Linked DNA regions of Zea mays: all the other regions are linked to region 3. A link is a contact called in public Hi-C data. All regions are on one chromosome and are shown on one strand. The core of a region is the stretch at or near the end of the contact, and the rest is flanking DNA. Distances in the headings are between cores, read along the strand shown.

Region 1 (3,059 bases), core at 136-2,635, 170 kb after region 3:
GGCCTGGGGCCACTGTCAGTACCCTTGATCAGGGGTACCTTCTCCTACAGCATGAAAGCACCGCATCCGTACAACACCTCAAGGCCACGTGGGGAATAACGCCCAACCCTACCACACGGGCAGGTCCAAGGGCACCACGTGGCAGGAAAGGTAGCGCATCCCAGTCTTCACCGTTGGGTCCGGACCCCCACAAAAGGACACCGGACCCCTATACGTACAAGTCTAGAGCCCCCAAGAAGGCATGCCAGGTCCCTTGGAGAGGCCCCAGTCCCCCTCCAAGGGAGGTCCGGGCATTAGCAAGGTCCCGGGACGGGAAGGACCCTGGCATGAGGGGGGATCCGGTGCTGGCACGTGTCCTGGCCTAGCCCGACGCTTCCCGCTATTGGCGCGTGGCTTGCGACATAAGCCAACGGGCCAAGCCCGACGCAAAGCCCACAAAGCCGTGCAGCCTCTGCATTTATTGCCGAAAGGACGCGCCGCCTGCCACCACGCTAACGGGCGACGTGCTCTCCCAGCATTTAATGCGTCCTGTCCAATCCGATGGCAGGCGATGTCAGGGTCATCCAGCAGGCGGCGCGCCTGACCGGTCTGTTGACAAACAGTACGCCTATGCCGAGCAACGCACTATACTCATCGTCCCTTCTACGAAAAGCCTCCCCTGCATACCGAGGATACGGAGATCTCGGGTGTCAGGGCACTAGAAGATTGCACCTGTAGCAAACGTTTGTGTCTCCAAGTACTGTAATCACTATGTCCCTGGGCCCACATGTCGGGGCTCAGTACCTTTGTGCATGCCCCCTTCGGCTATAAAAGGGGAGGCATGTAGCGTCACAGGACAGATCCAACCCTAGGCTCCCTTAGACACTCACAAGTTTATACAAGCTCTCAAGCAATACAAGACACTGTAGAGTAGGGTATTACGCTCCTGCGGCCCGAACCACTCTAAACCCTCGCGTGCTCTCGTATGTTCATCCATCAATCTCGTAACAAGCAAAACGCTTAGTCCCCTCCTTTTCTCAGGATTTATGGCGGGTGCAATCCGCCACCCGGTCGGAGAGATTTCCTCTCCGACATATGCTATATATTTTATATACTATAAAACCACTTCTATGTAATACTATAATCAGTTATATATGTGTTAAGACAACTAGACTAGGATTTATATAAAAAATTATGCTTCACTAAAATTTTAAATACTCATACTTTAAATTCTAGGCCTCCCTTGTGTAGTTGTGTTTGGTTGGCCGACGGATCCGCCCACAGGGAGGCGAAGGCGATGCTGAGAAAAAGTGCAAAGGGAGAAGAGACAGTGCAGGTGACAACACACGCTAGCGCGTCCTTTTCCTCGCTCTGACACTCGTGTCCGCCTGCTCCGCTGGCAGGCAGGAGCAGGAGCGGATCGATTAGTCAAAGCGGCGGTCGTCGAAGCGACTCCGTGATGCGGACGCTGGCTGGGCCAAGGGCCAACATGACCGGCGGTCTGCCTCGGCCGGAGCAGGATCCACACCACCGACGCCGTGTCGCCGACACCCTTCTCAAGTCAGTGTCACACACGCAGCACAATCTCTTCTCCCTGCCCAGCGTCCAATGCCAGCAGCAGCCTGCCCAACCCGGGCCACTGTTGCAGTTTGCGGCTTCGGCAAGCAAATGTTTCGCAGTGCTTTCTCGTTGCTCTCACTCTCTCAGCTAGATCGGATCGGGGTACGCATCTGGGAATCTGCCGTCGCAGTCGCTGTGTACGCATACAAATGTTCTCACTTTTTCATGTGTTTAATTAAACATAAAAAATGTTACTACTCAAGAAGCCAGATTTCATTATTTCTGTAGTACTCGTAAGACGTTGAGAGACTATATTTTCGTGAACTTTCGTGAATTTCTATCGGCTCAACTCAAACTAACCCAGTCCAAAGTTCAAAATGCGGTCTCCTCCTTCAAACAGCGAAAAGTCGTCGGTGGTTCAGGATCTCCATGGATTCTGAGACGTTGGAATCCAGTACAGATCGTATTATCAGCTTACGTTGATAGTGTGAGATTTTGACACAAAATCTAATATAAAATTCAGGAGCTATTTCCTATTTGGCTAAGGGCATGAACCAAACAGATCAAAGGATAACAGCGCTGCCGCTGCAGCTGAGTTGAACTTTCAGCTACGGTGAAGATTACCTACTCGGCTGTCTCGATTACCCATCCTATCTTATATTCCATCTTGTTTTTTTAAATTTTACTTCATTGAACTATACAATCTATAATTTAAAACAGTATTCTACGTGAGTATATGCATGATTCACTGGAGACAATAACAGAGCCACAGCTTATTCAGCTACCGGGTTTCACAACGGCTTCTGTTACTGCTGTGTCATCTAGCTCTCACGAAATAGTATACCAACAGTCTTACAGTCAGCAGCTGTGATTACCAGTAGAGAGCAATTGAGACTAGGGATAAAAACGGAACAGATACAACCGGATATAGGGTTATCCTGTATCCTACCCTAATGTATTTCTCTCGGATATAGGATCAGATACTGATAGTTAAGATTCAGGACAAATACAGGACGGAACCGGGTAATAATCCGGGTGGGTAAGAAACAGATAACAGATACTACTCGGGTAGGTACCAGATAGTTGTCGTGTAGTTCATCCCAATGATATTAATTGCCCAACCATCCAACAAACACATAAATTAAGCAATACATAATCATGTATATGATAGATCCAAACCGATAAAATTGACATCATGCAGTTCAAAGTTACTAATCACAAGTATATTGTGTAACCAACATCACAATATTAAAAATTCATAAAATATTCTAGTTTCACTCAAAAAATGCAAATAAGTTACAAAAACTAATAAACATTTTATACGAAGATAACTAAAGTCCTCGTATAAAAATGATAAAGTAAAGTACTGATTATGTTGGAACTTATATAATTACAGTGATTTCATATGTAACTCATACAAATAAGTGAAAGTGAAATAGAATAAACGTGGTCATCTTATAGATCTTATGATCCAAACATTTTTTATGGGTATATATGGACATATGTTGTGCCTCCGTAAA
Region 2 (3,439 bases), core at 510-3,009, 190 kb before region 3:
TCTTCTGGGGCTGAGCCCAAGTCCGAGCCCTGGGTCGGGCGGAGTGGAGTTCGCCGTCTTCCGGGGTTTAGCCCGAGTCCGAGCCCTGGGTCGGGCGGAGCGGAGTTCGCCGTCTTCCGGGGCTTAGCCCGAGTCCGAGCCCTGGGTCGGGCGGAGCGGAGTTCGTCGTCTTCTGGGGCTTAGCCCGAGTCCGAGCCCTGGGTCGGGCGGAGCAGAGTTCGTCGTCTTCTGGGGCTGAGCCCAAGTCCGAGCCCTGGGTCGGGCGAAGCGGAGCTTCCTATGGTGCCTCCGGCCGTGCCTGACTGCCTGTCAGCCTCACTCTGTCAAGTGGCACCGCAGTCGGAGCGGCGCAGGCGGCGCTGTCTTTCTGTCAGGCCGGTCAGTGGAGCGGCGAAGTGACGGCGGTCACTTCGGCTCTATCGGCTGGGGGGCGCGTGTCAGGATAAAGGCGTCAGGCTGCCTTTGCATTAAATGCTCCTGCGATTTGGTCGGTCAGTGCGGCGATTTGGCCAGGGTTGGTTCTTGGCGAAGGCAGGGCCTCGGGCGAGCCGGAAATATGTTCGCCGCTGGAGGGGGGCCTCGGGCGAGACGGAGATCCTCCGGGGTCGGCTGCCCTTTTCCGAGGCTAGGCTCGGGCGAGGCGTGATCGAGTCCCTCGAATGGACTGATCCCTGACTTAATCGCACCTATCAGGCCTTTGCAGCTTTATGCTGATGGGGTTCTTAGCTGAGAATTAGGAGCCTTGAGGGTACCCCTAATTATGGTCCCCGACAATTACATAAGTTGGAGTTTATGTGCAAGCCAGAAACTCCTCGAATCTAGCTCAACATTTTGTTGAAATTGTTTTATGATGAAGCTAGAAAATCGAAGCTAAAATTCTTAAAGTGAAGCCCTCCCAAACAGACCATAAATATAGACTTAGTTAGGTTTAATAAGTTCATCTCGTCTTTTAGTCTTTATCTTCATCTGTGTAACTATCTTTATAATTAAACTATATTTAATTCTCGTAATTATCATTAAAACATTCAATGTAATATGAACTAAACTTTTGTTTGGTGGAATCAAACATCCTCTAAGCTTTTCATTCCTCATAGCAAAAATATATCTGACGACGGACACTGTCCCAAGAAAATCTGATCATGGAATACTCATTGTTTGGTTTAACTTTTTTCTGATGAGCTTATTTAAGAATTTACTCGTGAGAAAAATCTAGGTATCATAGAATTTACGTGCGGGGAAAAGATGATGATGTTTATAGGGTTTAGGATATATGAAGTAACAAAAAATCCTTCTATCATGTTAGCTCGGTCGATTATGCGTTCACATTGATTTGGATTATTTTCACCAAAGTAATTGTTATAAAAATGGACTGAAAAACTAGACATTTAACGGTCTATAATAACTTTTGATAACAGAATCTGGATTTTAGACCCTATTCGTTTTCACGGATTGGAGGCCCGAAATAATTTTTAGCCGAATTGTTTTTTTAATTTATATAATAAGTTTTAATAAATTGGAATGAATCCTGGTTCAATCCCGGATAAATGAACGTGCCCTTATGCTGAAACAAATCGTGTCCGTATCGAGCTTGTTCTGTTGAGCTTGCTGCAGATTTGCAGCAGAGCTGCGGCCGCTAGTGCAGCAACCAGCAAACCATCTCAGTAGGTAAAGCTAAAGCGAAAAGGCCCATCAAATTCGGTCCAATTTAAGGATTTAAACAGGCCGGCCTTTTATTACCTTAGGGTTTGCTCTTACCACTACGGGGAAGCCAGACGCCCAGACTGCAGTGCAAGTCATCACTCGGCTCGTTTCCCGAACCTTCCTCCTCGACTTATCCCCATGGGCAAGTCCGGCGCAAAAAAGAAGAAGCCGGCCACCGCCGCCGCCGCCGCCGCCGCAAAGCCGCCGCCCGCCTCGGTTGAGCTGAAGGCAACGCCGTCCTCGTCTTCTTTACCCGCGGCGAACGGTGCGGCGCCCCACCAGGTGGTGGACGCGGGCGTCCTCTTGCGCCGCGCACACGAGCTCAAGGAGGAGGGCAACCGCCTGTTTCAGTCGCGCGACTACGCCGGGGCGCTGCGCCAATACGAGCTGGCGCTCCGCCTCGCCCCGCGCGGCCATCCCGACCGCGCCGTCTTCCACAGCAATCGCGCGGCATGCCTCCTCCAGCTCCGCCCCGTAGACCACGAGGCCGTCGCGCAGGAGTGCTCCCTCGCGCTCCAGGCCGAGCCACGCTTTCCGCGCGCTCTCCTCCGCCGCGCCCGCGCGCTCGAGGCGCTCGGCCGCCACGAGCTCGCCCTCGCCGACGCGCTGGCGCTCCTTGCGCTCGACCCTGACCACCGCGAAGCCATCGACCTCTCCTACCGACTACGCTCCCGTGTCAACGCATCCTCTGCTGCCTCCGCTTCCTCGGCACCCGAGCCCACCAGCCGGCCCTCCCCCGCTGCCCTTGGTGCCTCCGCCGTTGTCGCCGGACTTGGCCATTCCCTCCCCGCTCGCTCATTCCCTAAGAAACAACCACCACCAGCCTCTCCTGCTAACTTGCAGCCAAATCTCGCAGTGATTCCAAAATCTAACCCGCCACCGTTGCCCAAGCTGGTGCCTTTCTCCAATTCTCCGCCATCTTCAACCAAGCCTTTGGCTGCAGATAGCTCCGAGAAGGCCATGACGCCTCCAGTTGCCTCTTTGCTACCGGAAAGAGCGGCACCACTTATAAATAAAAAGGTTGTGACGAGATGGAGGCCTCTCAAGCTGGTGTATGACCACGACATTAGGCTTGGGCAGGTTCCAGAGAAATGCAGCTTCCGAACACTTCGTGAGTTTGTAGCTAAGAGGTTCCCATCATCCAAGGCAGTGTTGATTAAATATAAGGATGCTGATGGTGATCTAGTTACCATCACATCAACAGAAGAGCTCCGGTTAGCTGAATTATTCATTGATAAAGTTGGCCACGAGGTTGTAGAAAATGGGAGGGAGGATGACAATAAGCTCCCGGTGTTGAGGCTGCACCTTGTTGAAGTTAGCCCAGAACAGGAACCAACTTTGCCATTGGAAGAAGAGAAGTTGGAGGAGGATGAGGAATTGTTGATCAATGGTGAAGATAGCACTTTACATGCTTTAGCAGTGGTAACCGACGCAGAGGTGGTGAAGCAAGATGTTGAGAACAGATCTGCTGATCAAAGTGTGGAGACAGGGAAGAATGATTGTGGCCATGCCGAGTGCAAGGAAGCTGAGATTGATGATTGGTTGCTTCAGTTTGCAGATTTGTTCCGGAACCAGGTTGGGATTGATGCAGATGCACATTTAGACCTGCATGAGTTGGGCATGGAGCTGTGCTCCGAGGCTCTCGAGGAAACTGTGACAAGCATGGAGGCTCAGGTCCTTTTTGAGTTGGCTGCTTCTAAATTTCAGGAGGTTGCTGCTTTGGCCTTATTCAATTGGG
Region 3 (3,499 bases), core at 844-3,343:
ATAAATAAGGAGATGAACACATTTCTGCATGAAGATGACAAGTTTTACAATACTGGCAAAAGAAATCGAATATGTGTAGGTTATCACCTTTCCCAATGCGATCCATTGTACTTTGGTGTGTCAGAAGAACAGCATTAGGATTGCATCTCTGAACGACTGAAAGACCTACAGTTTTGAACCAAATGGATTCGATTTGTTTATGGTGCATAGCATAGATAGACCTGACAGTAATTGACTATAGCAGGTACTATAGCATGATTGCATTTCACCATCTTGATTTGACACTCCTGAATATGGTCTTAACTAGAACAAAATTGGAATATTAAAGAGAAAACAAAATGTTAAATAAATATTTTTCATCGTACCCTCAATGTGATCCTGATGATGATGTGTAACAAGAACTAATAACCTTTTTGGAAGGGAATCAATGAGATCTGCAAGCTGAATATGATAAGAATGTAATTAGTCAGTATAATGGAAGAACTAGTACATGCAAAAGGACAGCTTCTACTCAGAGTAAGCATTCTAATAAACACTCCATGGTGTCTGCAGGTGTCCATACAGTGTTATTCTACAGAAACAGTTGGAACATTTTGGTTTGCATTTTTTTGCTGCTTCTACTGTGCTCTGATATACAGAAATAATCAGGCATCAATCCTTTCCTCATAAAGATACGGGCAAATCTTGAGGCCTCAAGGAAATAAGGGCACATGAAGAAGACTGTCAGTACTCAGTAATATAGGTCTAGCATGAAGGAACTGCAGCAAATAAATAAGGGGAAGACACTTCTGAAATTCTACAATCCAATTAAAACAAGCAAATCTAAGGTGGGAAATGCACTTCATAATACAGTGATGTTAAAGATACTTACATGTATCATGTATGCACATTATTTTTTTTCTAAAGAACACAATCTAATGAAATTTTCTCTTACCTCTGCATGAACCTGAGAGCTGCATCCGGGATCTATAAGCAGAGCTTCCCCCGAAGCAAAAAAATCAGAACATGTAGATCCACCAGCACCATTGGTTGATCTTACTACCACAAGATTAGTTGTACGGAATGGCGCTAGTGTCCTACTCTTCATAGGTACAAGTGTTATTCCAGGTGGGTATTCCTATTGAGCAATGCATTTCAGGACTGGGAAACTATCACTATATGGCATGAACTGAAGAGGGGGGGAGGGGAGGTGATACCTGGAAGGGCAATGCAGGAGAAGCTGTGCAGTTTGATGACAGCTCCGAATTCAGAAGTCCAATATATGCATACTGTCCTATGCGATCATTACCTGGTTTCGCTTCCGAAAGCAACCTCAATGCACACTCCTTGGACATCCATTTACATGACTCTGCCATGGGCAACGCATGATGGTCAAGCAATTCCCGGTTGAGAAACATTCAAACATTAAGCATCTGACCTGGCAGATCATCCAATCTCAACTCAAGAGATCCGACAATGTACACCGTGTTAATGCCAGCATCCGGGCCAAATTCTGCTTCCTCCACATACTTCAGGAGCCTCCACTCCCCACTCATCCCAGCCGGCAAGCCAAATTGGTGAAAAATCTACGAGAGCCATCGTTTAGAACAAAGTTTGCAAAATTGAGCTGCGAGCCTGCGACAGACCACAGATACCCTACCAAAAATTACAGGTCGAAATCGAGGCGCCACTGTGAGAACTAGTTTGCTGTTGCTAACCAACTGTAGCCACGGGTACCAACTGCAACAGAGCGCGAAAATTAACTCGGTAACTCGGCTAATGGGTAGATCACCTGATCAAGGGCGGCGGACACGTCGAGGCGCGAGAGGTCGAGGCGGCTGGCGACAGAGTCCGCGCCGCCGATGGCCACCTCCGACCGGGGTGCCCCCTCGAGTGGCCCGAGGGGCGCGGACGGGAGGTCGTAGAGATCGCTGTCGACGAAGCGCCGGTAATCCTCTTCCTCCTCGGGTGGGGATGGCGGGCGCGGCTGCCGGACGACGAGGAACTCGCCGGTCGAGGGGGCCGTGATCGCCGCCGCAAGCCTGTACGAGGGGGAAGCCATCTTCTCGGCGCCGCGCTGCTGTGAAGTAATTGGAGGTGGTTGGCGGTTGGCACTAGCGGGCGGGTGTTTACAGGAGACTAGGCGAGGTGCCTACTGCCTACGCCTAGCTTCATCCGCGCAGGCAGACGGGGCAAGCTATGGCAGCAGACAGCGACCTGCACACGCTTGGCTGGCGCGGTCCCAGTCCGTGCTTGCGAGTAAACGTTGCGCATCCGGAGACCAGAGGACAAGGATCTAGAGCGCGCCACTGCACCCGCATTTCCATCAACAGGAAACACAGATGAAGAGCGAGCAGGACTTTGTACAATTTTTTCTCGAGGAGAAGAAGGTATGTTTGGTTCGCTCTAATTTGTCACATTTTGTCACACTTTTGTGTCTAAGATTAGTTATATGCTTAGATAGGTTGTAGCCAAGTGCCTTTCGTCCATGGTTGTTTTTAGGGACTTATTGTTGGCTTCAACTTTTGTTGATACATCATCGTTGGTGAACGCCTTCTTGATAATGTACCTAGCTTGACCTTGAGTGCACATAGCTTATCAAGGTTAGTCACATAAGCATTCATATCATATCTTAACTAATGAGAACAAGTTATGCATGGAATTTACGACTTAGTGATCTAATCCAGTGTGAAGTATAGGTGGCCAAACGGGCCGGGCTATATGGGCTAACACGAAACACGACTATTTTGGCACGACACGAGCACGGCACGGCACGATATTATAGTGCCCGGGCCGGCACGAGGCTCATCATGGGTCGTGCTTGGGCTTAGAGACAAGCCCGTTGGGCAGCATGAGCACGACACGATTAGCGACGACCCATTTAGCCTACTGGTTGGCCCGTTCGGCCCAAAAAGCCCAGCACGACCCGGCCCGGTCCATTTATGGCCCGATTACCACTAGTCCAGACTCTAGAGACGGTCCAGTAGTGTACTGGTGTCCAGTGTCCACTGTCCACTACCAGGCAGCCCAGCCACTCGCCAGCGCCCAGCGCCCAAACGGCCCAGACGACAGACGCCGCAGCGCAGACGACCCACGGGCCCATACAACGGCTAACCCTAAATCCCTTACCCTATTGTTCCCTTACATATTACCGCGGTACCACCGCACAGCGTAGGCAGCCAGGCAGTAGTGCGCGCGCCAGCTGCCAGCCGCCAGCGGACGACGGCCGAAAACTTAACCCTAGATTCGCCAGTCGCCACTTCGTCGGTCGCCACTTCGCCAGCCGCCCACGCGCCAGCAACTCGCCAGCCGCACCGAGTGGCATACCCGAGTTCGCCAGCCGCAACTCCGCAACTCGCCAGCCGCCAAGCGCCACCCGAGTTCGCCACTAACTCGCCAAGCGCAAGCCGCTGCACCGAGTTCGCCGCCAACTCGCCAAGCACCCAACAACCCTCTAATGGAAACTCGCGAGCAGGTGGCCGGGTCTCTTCCACCGCAGGTTCGGTGCTCCCTCGTCTCT

The links. Hi-C and Micro-C count contacts between places; a contact is called where the count stands out from the background.
Region 1: a Hi-C map of ear shows a contact between it and region 3, with 2.6 times the contacts expected there. The contact joins the enhancer-like site here to the promoter of LOC100191605 in region 3. A contact is called at or near these places in 3 of 25 Hi-C or Micro-C datasets (ear, leaf and tassel).
Region 2: a Hi-C map of tassel shows a contact between it and region 3, with 2.1 times the contacts expected there. The contact joins the promoter of LOC100191388 here to the promoter of LOC100191605 in region 3. A contact is called at or near these places in 2 of 25 Hi-C or Micro-C datasets (bundle sheath and tassel).

The regions. Positions count from the first base shown.
Region 1 is chr3:21,968,901-21,971,959 of Zm-B73-REFERENCE-NAM-5.0, forward strand. No RefSeq gene overlaps it. Among protein-coding and RNA genes, the nearest start is that of LOC103649831, 10 kb to the right of the region's middle. Within about 2 kb of position 1,386, at least 19 of the 20 cell types and tissues checked have an H3K27ac peak or open chromatin away from gene starts, as enhancers often do. A contact at or near this core is called in ear, leaf and tassel, where this site is marked.
Region 2 is chr3:21,606,730-21,610,168 of Zm-B73-REFERENCE-NAM-5.0, forward strand. It overlaps LOC100191388, which reads left to right and starts at 1,760. Exons shown (of 1, transcript NM_001136822.2): 1 at 1,760-3,439. The coding sequence starts at 1,840.
Region 3 is chr3:21,795,486-21,798,984 of Zm-B73-REFERENCE-NAM-5.0, forward strand. LOC100191605 reads right to left here and starts at 2,094. Exons shown (of 12, transcript NM_001137034.1): 1 at 1,772-2,094; 2 at 1,418-1,565; 3 at 1,197-1,348; 4 at 935-1,117; 5 at 366-441; 6 at 88-165. The coding sequence starts at 2,041.